Linked DNA regions of Mus musculus: region 2 is linked to region 1. The links are chromatin contacts, called in public HiChIP or PLAC-seq maps. All regions are on one chromosome and are shown on one strand. Each heading gives the region's core, a stretch centred on a gene start, on an enhancer-like site or on the middle of the called end of the contact. The rest is flanking DNA. Distances are from core to core; before and after follow the strand shown.

The links. HiChIP or PLAC-seq counts read pairs in DNA pulled down with a chosen protein or histone mark.
Region 2: a contact with region 1 is called in an H3K4me3 HiChIP or PLAC-seq map of the SCID.adh cell line, with 18 read pairs. The contact joins the enhancer-like site here to the promoter of Erbin in region 1. A contact is called at or near these places in 4 of 39 promoter capture datasets (the 3T3-L1 cell line, 3T3-L1-derived adipocytes, cranial neural crest and 1 more), 1 of 15 datasets of contacts at CTCF or cohesin (the NIH/3T3 cell line), 9 of 484 Hi-C or Micro-C datasets (the 3T3-L1 cell line, the G1E-ER4 cell line, the HPC-7 cell line and 4 more) and 10 of 115 datasets of contacts at active chromatin or transcription factors (the SCID.adh cell line, craniofacial prominence, embryonic basal ganglia and 5 more).

The regions. Positions count from the first base shown.
Region 1 is chr13:103,917,060-103,921,989 of GRCm38.p6, reverse strand. It overlaps Erbin (Erbb2 interacting protein), which reads left to right and starts at 1,404. Exons shown (of 26, transcript NM_001289473.1): 1 at 1,404-1,744. D130037M23Rik reads right to left here. Exons shown (of 1, transcript XM_006517803.4): 1 at 1-4,930. The coding sequence starts at 1,997. The coding sequence ends at 168.
Region 2 is chr13:103,954,326-103,958,951 of GRCm38.p6, reverse strand. No RefSeq gene overlaps it. Among named protein-coding and RNA genes, the nearest start is that of Erbin, 36 kb to the right of the region's middle. Within about 2 kb of position 1,526, at least 51 of the 459 cell types and tissues checked have an H3K27ac peak or open chromatin away from gene starts, as enhancers often do. A contact at or near this core is called in the G1E-ER4 cell line, the SCID.adh cell line, craniofacial prominence and 1 more, where this site is marked.

The DNA of each region.
Region 1 (4,930 bases), core at 155-2,654:
GAATCTATTCCATTCCCTCGGGTAAAACAAGGATGTTCTGTCTGCTAACATACTTAAAGCAGTAACTGTAAAAACGGCAATGTTATGGTTGAAGCTTTCTAAGCCATATGTGTTGACAGAATGCTTAAGTCTCTCTCTGCAATAAACGCAAACCCTGCCAGGCAGAACTACCAGGGCCAGCGCGACTGACTGAACGACTGCACGCCCGAAAGCGTAGGGGCTGGAAGGCTTCGCGGCGCTCGGAGTGCATCCAATGTTTCCTCTAACAAAGGCACCGTCTTGAGGCAATTTCGCGGGCCACGCTCCCCGCCTCCCAGCACCAGCTTTGTCTCCTCGGAGGGGCCCCCGGCCGCGTCGCCGCTTGCAGCAAGCTCGGAGGCCGGCCCGGCGTGGGAAGAAGCTGCACGGAGCAGCGGCGGTGGTTTCCTGCAACCTGAGCGTGCCATTAGAGGCGTCGGAGTGCTGCAGCTGAAAGAGATACCTGCTGCCTGGAAATCGGGGCTGCACTCGAACAACCTCTTTGCACCAATTACGGTCGTACAAAGAAACTCGATCGGCCCGGGCGGCGGAGGCCTCGCGGGGTCGTGGGGGGCGGAGGGGAGCCCGGCGGCCCGGGCCTCGGGAGGGTGGGTGGCGGGCCTCCCGCCGCGCGCCTCCCCGCCGGCCCGCGGCCCCCGGCCCGCGCCCCCCGCCGCCGACGTCGACCGCGTAGACCCCGTGCGCGCTGACTGGCTCGCGCCGGCCTTCGCCTGGCTGTGGGCGGTTGGGGCGCCCCCGCGGGAGCCCGCCCCGCCCCCGTCGCCGCCGCCGCCGCCGCGCGCAGCCTCGGCCCCCTTAGCCGCCGGGGCGGTGGCGCTGTTGCCGCCGAGGCCTGTGAAGCAGAAACTCCCTCCACCCCGGCCCGGCCCGGGTCCGCCTCCTCCTTTCTCTCCTCCGCCTCGCCTCCCCTCTCCGTCTCCCGCTCGAGAGTGAAGGTGGCGCGGCGGCGCGCGACGCAGCCTGGGCCCCCGGCGCGGGCCCGCGAGCTCCCGAGGAGACCGCGCCGCCGCGGCCGCGACCGCAGGGAAAGAGGACGGAGGAGAGCGCAGGGACGGCGGCGGGAAGCCCGGAGGGTTCGAGCGCGAGTGGCAGAGACAGGGCCGGCCGGTCGGACCGCCCGACGGACGGTCGCCTTCCAGCCTGCGCGGCCGGTCGGCTCCGGCTCGGAGCGGCGGGGGCCGGGCGGGCGCAGGGCGCGGCCGGCGCACTCGAGACAATACCCGCGCGGCGCGGCTGTGGGGGCGGAGGCCTAGTGCGGCCCAGGCCGGCCGAGCTCCGCGTCCTCGCCCCCCGTGGGCCGCGCGAGGTTCCGCGGCTCGGGGCGGGCGCCGTCCCCTCCCCCTCGGCGGCGCGGCGCGCCACCCCGGGGTTCCGGGTTCCCGGGCCCCGAGCTGGAGCCTGCTTTTCACCCAGGCAGGAAGTGAGTTTCGCACGGCAATTCCGGGCGGTGTCACGAGTGAAAAGTTTTTTCCTTCGGCGGAGAAGCGAGCCGGGGCTGGGAAACTCCTGACACAAGTCGCGAGCAGGAAGCCAGCCCGCACCCCAGCCCCCACCGGAGCAGCCGCACTGCTGCGGCCGGCCGGGCGGCAGCTCCACATCCGCCTCGTCCTCACGGGAGCCTCGGCGGGGCCCGGAGCCACTGAGGAAGGGCAGGGAACCATGTCAAGCCGAGCCTCGGGACGGCTGCCCTGAGACACCCTGAGAGGTAATTTCTTTTCTTTCTTTTTTTTTCTTTCTTTTACGGGAAGCGTCGAGCCAAGTTCGTGGGCCGGAAGCGACGGTACTTTAGTCCACCTCGCTCTGCCCGACTCGTCTCCCTTCTTTCTCCCGTGCCTTGGCATTTTAGCCGCCGAATAGTAGAACTGATTTCTCCCCCTCGCCCCGTCTACCGTCTGGATTCCTTTCTTTTTAAGACGGGGATTGTAAGAATGCGGTGGGACGAAAAGTTTTTCAGCCATCGGAAGAAAGAGTTCCTTTGTTGAGCAGGAGGGCCAGAAGTTTTAGTGCTCCGGGACGTATACATTGTATATCAAGTTGCTGAGGCTGGCAACTTTTGTTTCCGAAGAAAGTTGAGTCTTCTGGCTGCGGGGAGAGATTGATTCCCTCTCCCTGAGATGGCTGCCACATTTGTTTATGTTGGTGCCGATTGTTTTGGTTTTCGCGTTAATCCTACGCGGAGGTCGTTTCGGTAGAACACGTCTGGTTCTTTGGACTTTAGAAACCGGCTGCCTGCCATTCCCGATTGCTTTTTCTGGACAGCGAAGGCGCCGCTTGTAGTAGTAGTAAGTCGTGCGTTCTTTTCAGTCAGTAGCTTAACAGTGCTTGTTTGGTTACTTGATTGAAGAGTAGCTGCTAGATTTTTCTTGAAACTGGCGTTCTAGGAAACAGAATGTCGTAAAGATTAGGGATGAGGACGGAGAAGGATATGGCTACAAAAACAAAACAAAACGCCAAACACCTGCAAGTAGTTGATTGGTCAGGACTTGTATGCAGTTCCGAATAGGAACAACACTGGAAGGGAAGCGAAATAAAACCCTTAAAATTTTCAGAAGAGTCACACTGTGCGGAAAAAGCGGCGCTGTTTTGCAGTTGTATGTGTGTTGGCCCATCTGTTTTTGTTTGCTTCTGCCTAATAAGTGATAGGTACGGACTGTTCGGGCAGGAATTCGTGAAGCATGGCAGACATTCCACCAGTCAGACCTAGGGACGCTTCTGAACCGATGGAGTTTTCTTTATGGGTAGAACTAATTTTGGTTGCAGTAAACCCTGCTGTCTTTTCCCTTAGTAGTGTTTCAATTGTGTGTGTCTTTTAAAGTTTAATTTGCTCCCCCTGCCTCCAAGTACTTTTGTGGTAAGGGAAGTGACAGGTAATACTGTATTTTAAATAAATATTAACTATAGGTAGATGTAGCTTAAGCTTAAATTGGTGTTTAATCAGATATTACCAGAATAATTACCAGAAACCTGAGGAAAAAGAGTTGACTTCCTTTAGTTCAAAAGAAGAAAGGTAGGTTTTAAAGATCAGGATCAAGTGAGCTCACAACTTGTTCTTGGCTGTTTGGCTTTCATTAAGTACATTTCAAAAGGAGAATCGTTCCAGTATTTATGTTGTTGTGTTATTAGGGCCTGGTCTCTAGAGTTTTTGTTTTCATTTTTATTTTATTGGTGAGATTTGTGAGCCATCAAGCTATTCCTGTTAAAAGTCAGATTGCTTTATGAAGGAGTTTAAAGTGCATGACTGGTGGACTTTATGATTTGGGGACGTATAATTAGGCAGCAAAAGAGGTTAATCTTGAGCATATGAAAGAGGGAAACAAAATAAATGACATTGAACTTCGCTTCCCTTTTATGGCTTCTACTTGGCTCCAGCCTCAAAGCCTGAATAGAGCAAGTCTTTTAGAGAATGAACACTTGCAAAGATGTTTTTGTGTCATTCCGTTTTGTATAAAGTATTGTCACTTGAAAATACCTATTTAACACCCCCACCCCTTAAGGAAGTAGGTTATTTTTGAAAGAGTAGTGTGTTTAGATTTTGACATGTTAAAAATGAGATGTTCCACCTTTGTGAACCTTTGATTCCATTTTTCCTCAACAAGGCATTTATTTTGCAGTTAAAATTGGGTAAATTTAGCATCAAATTAGCTTAATGAATTTTAGGTTTTATACTATTCTCAAGCCAAATATTTTTGGAGACTTGTTTAAAATGAAGCAACGGATTGAAAAGAGATTTCTTCTTACTTACAAGACAGTGCTTTGAAGTCTTTCTGAATGGCCTTAAAATCTATATATTTTCAGCATTGTGTGAGGGAAAATTGTGAGATAAAATATTTCCAGAGTGTTTGCCTGCATTGCATAGAGAGGCTTGGTAATGAAGACAACCACAAGCTTTCAAAGCTTCTCCTGGTTCAGTATTATGGTGATTCCTTGCCATTTAAGAACAAGCTGGTTATTGTTGATGTCATGTATAAAATGCTTCAAGAGATTAAAGAATGCAAACAGTTTTTATTGTGCTGTTTTTAACCAAGTAATAACTATAGGGATATTTTACATTTATTATTGGTAATAAACTTCTGAAATTTGGTTGTTTTAGACATTTTATATATTTTTTTATTTTTGACTCTTCATTTAAAAAATGCTTTGTAGTAAACACCATCTGCCAAGGACCATACTTTAAATCCTGAGAAAATTAGGTACTTATTTGGGCATTTATTTGAAATAATTGCTTATCAATAATATTATTTTAGAGTTTAAGTTCCTTGTTATTATAGGAAAAGAGTAGGTCAATATTTACAAACTATTTGGGATTATACAGAATTTAGTGAGTTGGATAGCAAATGCATTTCTTAATAATTGTTGATATTTAGAGTTTCTTTAAATACACCTACTTTGTTGCTTCCATTTTAATCTTGACTCTGTCTTATTCATCCATTTTTTTTTTCTGTTTTGTTTGTTGTTGAACAAGGACCCACAACACTGAATGGCTTTCTCACTTCCTTTCTTGACAGCAGTGTTACACTTTCTTAACTGTTCATAATAGATTAATTCTTGAATGCACATTATTTTTGTTGGAGTACAAAATGTATATATGTATTCTGTTCTGAGCTACCTACATTTGAATTAGGGGAATTTCATTTCCCCTTCACACGTATTCTCTCCTTCCTCAGCACTGGTCTCACCTACTCTCATTGTACTCCCAGTTTTCAGGTTTACAGTTTATCTTTCTCCTCTCTTGGGTTTCCTAATTTTAAAGCCTGCCATTACTCAACTCTCTCTTCTAATTCCTTTAATTTTTTTATTTTTCTTTTATTAATGTACTGGTTTATCCTATTTTTCCATGTTCATCAAAAATTTAGTTATATTTTGCTTTGCCTCTTTTTTCCAAAGTTCCTTA
Region 2 (4,626 bases), core at 277-2,776, 37 kb before region 1:
TTCTTCCAACACAGTTATTCTTCCCACATCTCTTTATCTGCCTCCCTCCTTGTTACCAGTCAGGACTCAGCTCAGACGGCCCTTTTTCAAAGAGGACTTCCCTGAATCTGTAGAGAAAGCAGCGCGCGCACACACACACACACACACCCCGTTGCGGCAGCATTGTTGCACCATCCAGACTGCATCCTGTAAGCTAATCACTACATATTATACAACAGATACTCTTTCAGTTCTGTCCCTTTAGAAGACTCTGACTAAAACCTGTGGTGTACTAGAAACCCTTTCCTTCTGAAGCGTCTACAAAGTTCTGGGAGAAAGAGAAACTTCCTAAGCAGCCTGTCATTGTGAGGGACAAATTCTTCCGAGGACGAGCTTCAAGGAAGGCTGAAGGTATTAGGCGAGAGAGGAGGTCATTAAATGCTAACAATTCATTTTTAAAGGAAAAAAAAAGAGAGAAGATTTACTTTTGCCTAGTTTATAACTCATTTAGAGGATGAAGTAGCTTCGGTCAGACTGGGAATTAAAGGGCTGGTAAAGCTCATTTGGTAAAGGGTTTGCTCTGCAAACCAAAGGACCCAAGTTCATGCCTAGAACCACAAAACCAACCAGGTGCAGCAGCACACACTTCTGATCCCAGTAGAGACAGGCAGATCCGTGGGCTCACCAGATCTCCACACCAGCCTACTTGGCCAGTTCCAGGCTAGTGAAAGTCCCTGTCTCAAGAACCAAAGTGAGTGGCATAAGGAATGGCATTAGAGGTACACACACATACACACACATACCACACACATACACACAAACACACACTACACACATACACAACACACACGCATACACACACTACATACATACACACACTACACATACACACAAACAGACTACACACACACAAACATATACTCTACATATACACAAACACTATACACATACACACAAACACACCACACACATACATACAAACATACTACACACTTAGACACAAACACACCACAATTTCACAGACCTTTGTTAAAGCCAGGACACCTGACTGTAGGATGGGGTCAGTCTAGGCCATGAAAATCAAGGTCCTGATTTCCCCAGTCTGGCCTAGGCCTGAAGGTTTACTTGATAATCCAGTCAAAGTAACCCAAGCTTTATTTGTAACAGCTCTAGCAGCCAGGGAGCCTGTCACTTCTGTGACTTCATTCATCACTCAGTCAGTAGGAAATGAGAGCTTACTGGTTCCAGGCCTCTACCCTGTCTTTTACAAGACCTTTAAGCTATCACCTTACCAGGGATGTTAAAGTAAACAAGACACCCTGTTTGTCAGTAGGGAGCTACCAATCTACTAAGGGTGGCAAAAACAATCAGAAAATCAAAATCCACTGTGTAATAAACTCTAATAGGAGTAAGTATGGGGTGCTGTGGGAATAGAGGGCGACCCCTTACTCAGTCTAGAGTAGACAGTTGCAAGAGAACTGTGGGGTTTGCACTGAGATCCGATACTGCGGGTAGCTGATAACGAGGATCTGGTGATACAGAGAACGCTTGGTCTGTTCCAGATGGTGAGTGTGTCGCAGTATATGCAAAGACCAGGAAATACCAGAGCACACAGAAAGAAACTCATTGTTGCTGCAGCTGTGGTGGGGGAAGGGATACTGGAAGAGGTGAAGCTGTAGAAACAGGTGGACAGAGCAGATCGTGAACGTCTATGGGTTGAGAAATTTGGACTTAATCCTGAAGGCAGTGACCATTATATATTAGCAGGAGAAAGGTGAGCTTGGGTTGTGATTTAGAACAACCATTCTAGCTACTGTGTGTAGACTGGATCTCTGAGGACAGACTGAAGGCAAGGAGGGGATTTTGGACTCTTTTGCTATGATGAAGGTGAGACATTAGAGTAGCTTGGACTGTTAATGGCTGTAGTGATGGAGAGAAATGGCTGGAAATCTGTCTAATTGGCAAAATGTGTAAGACTTGGCATTCAGGTGAAGGGATGTTGAACAGGGGTGGGTCAAAGGCGACAGGTGGTACAGGTAGAAAATTAGGTAGGAAACTGCAGATTAGAGAAGGATGTGAGAAGGAAATTAATACAGGGCCCATGAGGTTCTTCTCGTGTAGCTGATAATATGTCAGCCAGCACTCTGGAAAAGAGTTTGGAAAAAGATGTGGGGGCTTCAATCCACTCATATAGACTTGGTGACTGGAGCCACAAGAACAAATCAAAATCTGCTAAGCTGCAGGAGAAAACAACCCAGAAGTTCCTCAGAGGTGAACTGATTTCTTCAAGAAGATCAACTAAAGAAAAATAGAACTATGCTGTGACTAAGATTTATAAGAGGTCTGGAAAGATGGTTTAGATGCAGTTAAGAGCACTCATTCCTCAATTAGAAGGGCCAAAGGTTGGAACCCAGCACCCATATAACAAGCCAAGTATCCCCTAAAGTCTTGTAATTCCATCTTTGAGGGATCTAACACTCTTTTCTGGCCTCGGTGTATGCACATCTATGTGTACCTGTACAAACATGTATGCATGAACACAGAGGTTTAAAAAAGGAAAAAATAAACAAAGCCTTATAATATTCCATACCTGTAGATCCTTGCAAGTAGAAAGTAGAGGTAGGAAGACAAGACATCTGCAGGCATTCTTGAATCCATAGCAAGTTCCAATCAGCCTAGGTTATGTAAGACTCTATTGAAGAAGAGAAGGAAGAGGAGGAGGAGGAGGAGGAGGAGGAGGAGGAGGAGGAGGAGGAGGAAGAAGAAGAAGGAGGAGGAGGAGAAGGAGGAGAAGGAGGAGAAGGAGAAGAAAAAGAAAAAAGGGGGGGAGAATTATTATTGCTATCAGAATTTAACCCCCCCCAAGATGGCTCAAAATTGAAATAAACAACTAGGAGAAGTGTCTGGTGGTGGAAAAAATCTTTGTGATTACTTGAGGGAATTTATGATCATTTCTGTTTCTTCTAAACCGTTGCAAATGCTGGCTTTCTCTCAAGGTGACACTTTTGTACCTCCCTTTGGCCAGAGTGTAGATACTTTCATCAAAAAGTGAAAAGCTGAAGTTAGCTTTGCTTTCCTGGAAGTGCTGTTTTACAGACGTTTGTTTTAGTTTCTTTATGAGAAGGCACTGTGGTTTGAACAAGTACACTCAGAAAGCCCAGTATTAAAGGCTTGGCCCTGGAGGTGCTATTGGGAGGTAGTAGAACCTTTAGGATGGGGGATCTAGAAAGAGGTTTTTGATCCCAGGAGGCATGGCCTTTACAGGGACTGTGGGACATTGGTGTCTTCTCTTTATTTTACTTCCTGCATGCCTTGAGGTAAGCAGCTTTAGGCACGGCGTGCTGCAGCCATGACATACTGCCTTGTCACAGACTCAAGGGCAATTGGACCAATGACTATGGACTGAAACTAAGAAACAGAGCTTTCCTTCCCTCTCAAGTTTACAGTGGGCTGGGGAGATGGCTCAGCATATAAGAACACTGTCTGCTTTTCCAGGAGACAGAAAGAAGATCTATCCCCAGCAACCGCAGGGAAGTTCACAACTGCTCATAGCTTCAGTTCCAGACACTGTGCATGCAGGTGGTACTCAAACATACATGCAGGCAAAGCATCCATATAGATCAAAAACAAGTATATTTTAAATAAACAATAAAGTAATAATCCAACTTAAAAAATGGGCAAAAGAGTCAGATGACATTTCTGGAAAGAAGATACACAAATCGCATGTGAAGTGCTCAACATCACTAACCATCAGGGAAATGCTAATCAGACTCCAGTGTGCTATCACCTCTCTCCAGTTCGAATGGATGGCCGGAGAGCAGAATTTTCCAATATCAAAGCCAGCTTTACTACTGTGCCCTGAATACAAACATACCCTCAACCAAAGGAAACATCCTAGTGCCTTCCTTCCTGGAATTCAATAAGATAATGTTCACAAGCCAAGCTCTAGTAGCATGTTTTCATAAACTATCCTTTTCTATCATTCCTGTCAGTTCAGTCCCCATTTGTAAAGTATGACAATCTTATTTTTCAACACACAATTAAACACTGTTCCTTTCTCCCGAATGTAATTGATTTCAGCGTTCACTCATTCCAGAGCCTGTGCTAACTTCTGGAGCTACAATCATTAGTTTGTGGCAATGTCACTGTTTGCATAAAGTTGAGGATCTTGAATAGGAACCGGGTAGCAAAACACTGCACAGTGAAGCAGGGGACAATGGGAAGAAGCGCCACCGTGTGCGCGGTGGCACAGGGCATGGTCTCTTGACCTGGGCTGAGAGCTTTGGTGAGGCTCCGGAAGATGCCATACCAGAGACAACAGAATAGATGAGACTTAGCTAGGTGATGCCGGGGCTACAAACTGTTCCAGAAAGGTCATAATGAGTCCCAAGAAAGGAAATGCTGGAGTAGAGAATGGGAGAGCACCCAGAGATGACGATGAGTGGCCAGAAGCTACAGAAAGACTCTGTAAGCCATATAAAGAAGTCTTCCCTTCTCCCTGAAGACATGCAAAGGCCTGATTGGCCATGACGTGACCACATTGCTGGCCCAACTGTGGAGGAGATCCTCTTGGGAAAAAATGAGGAGGGGTGGGTAAGATCGTGTTCTTGGACAAGGCTGTGCTTGTGGTCAGCAGAACAAGGGTGC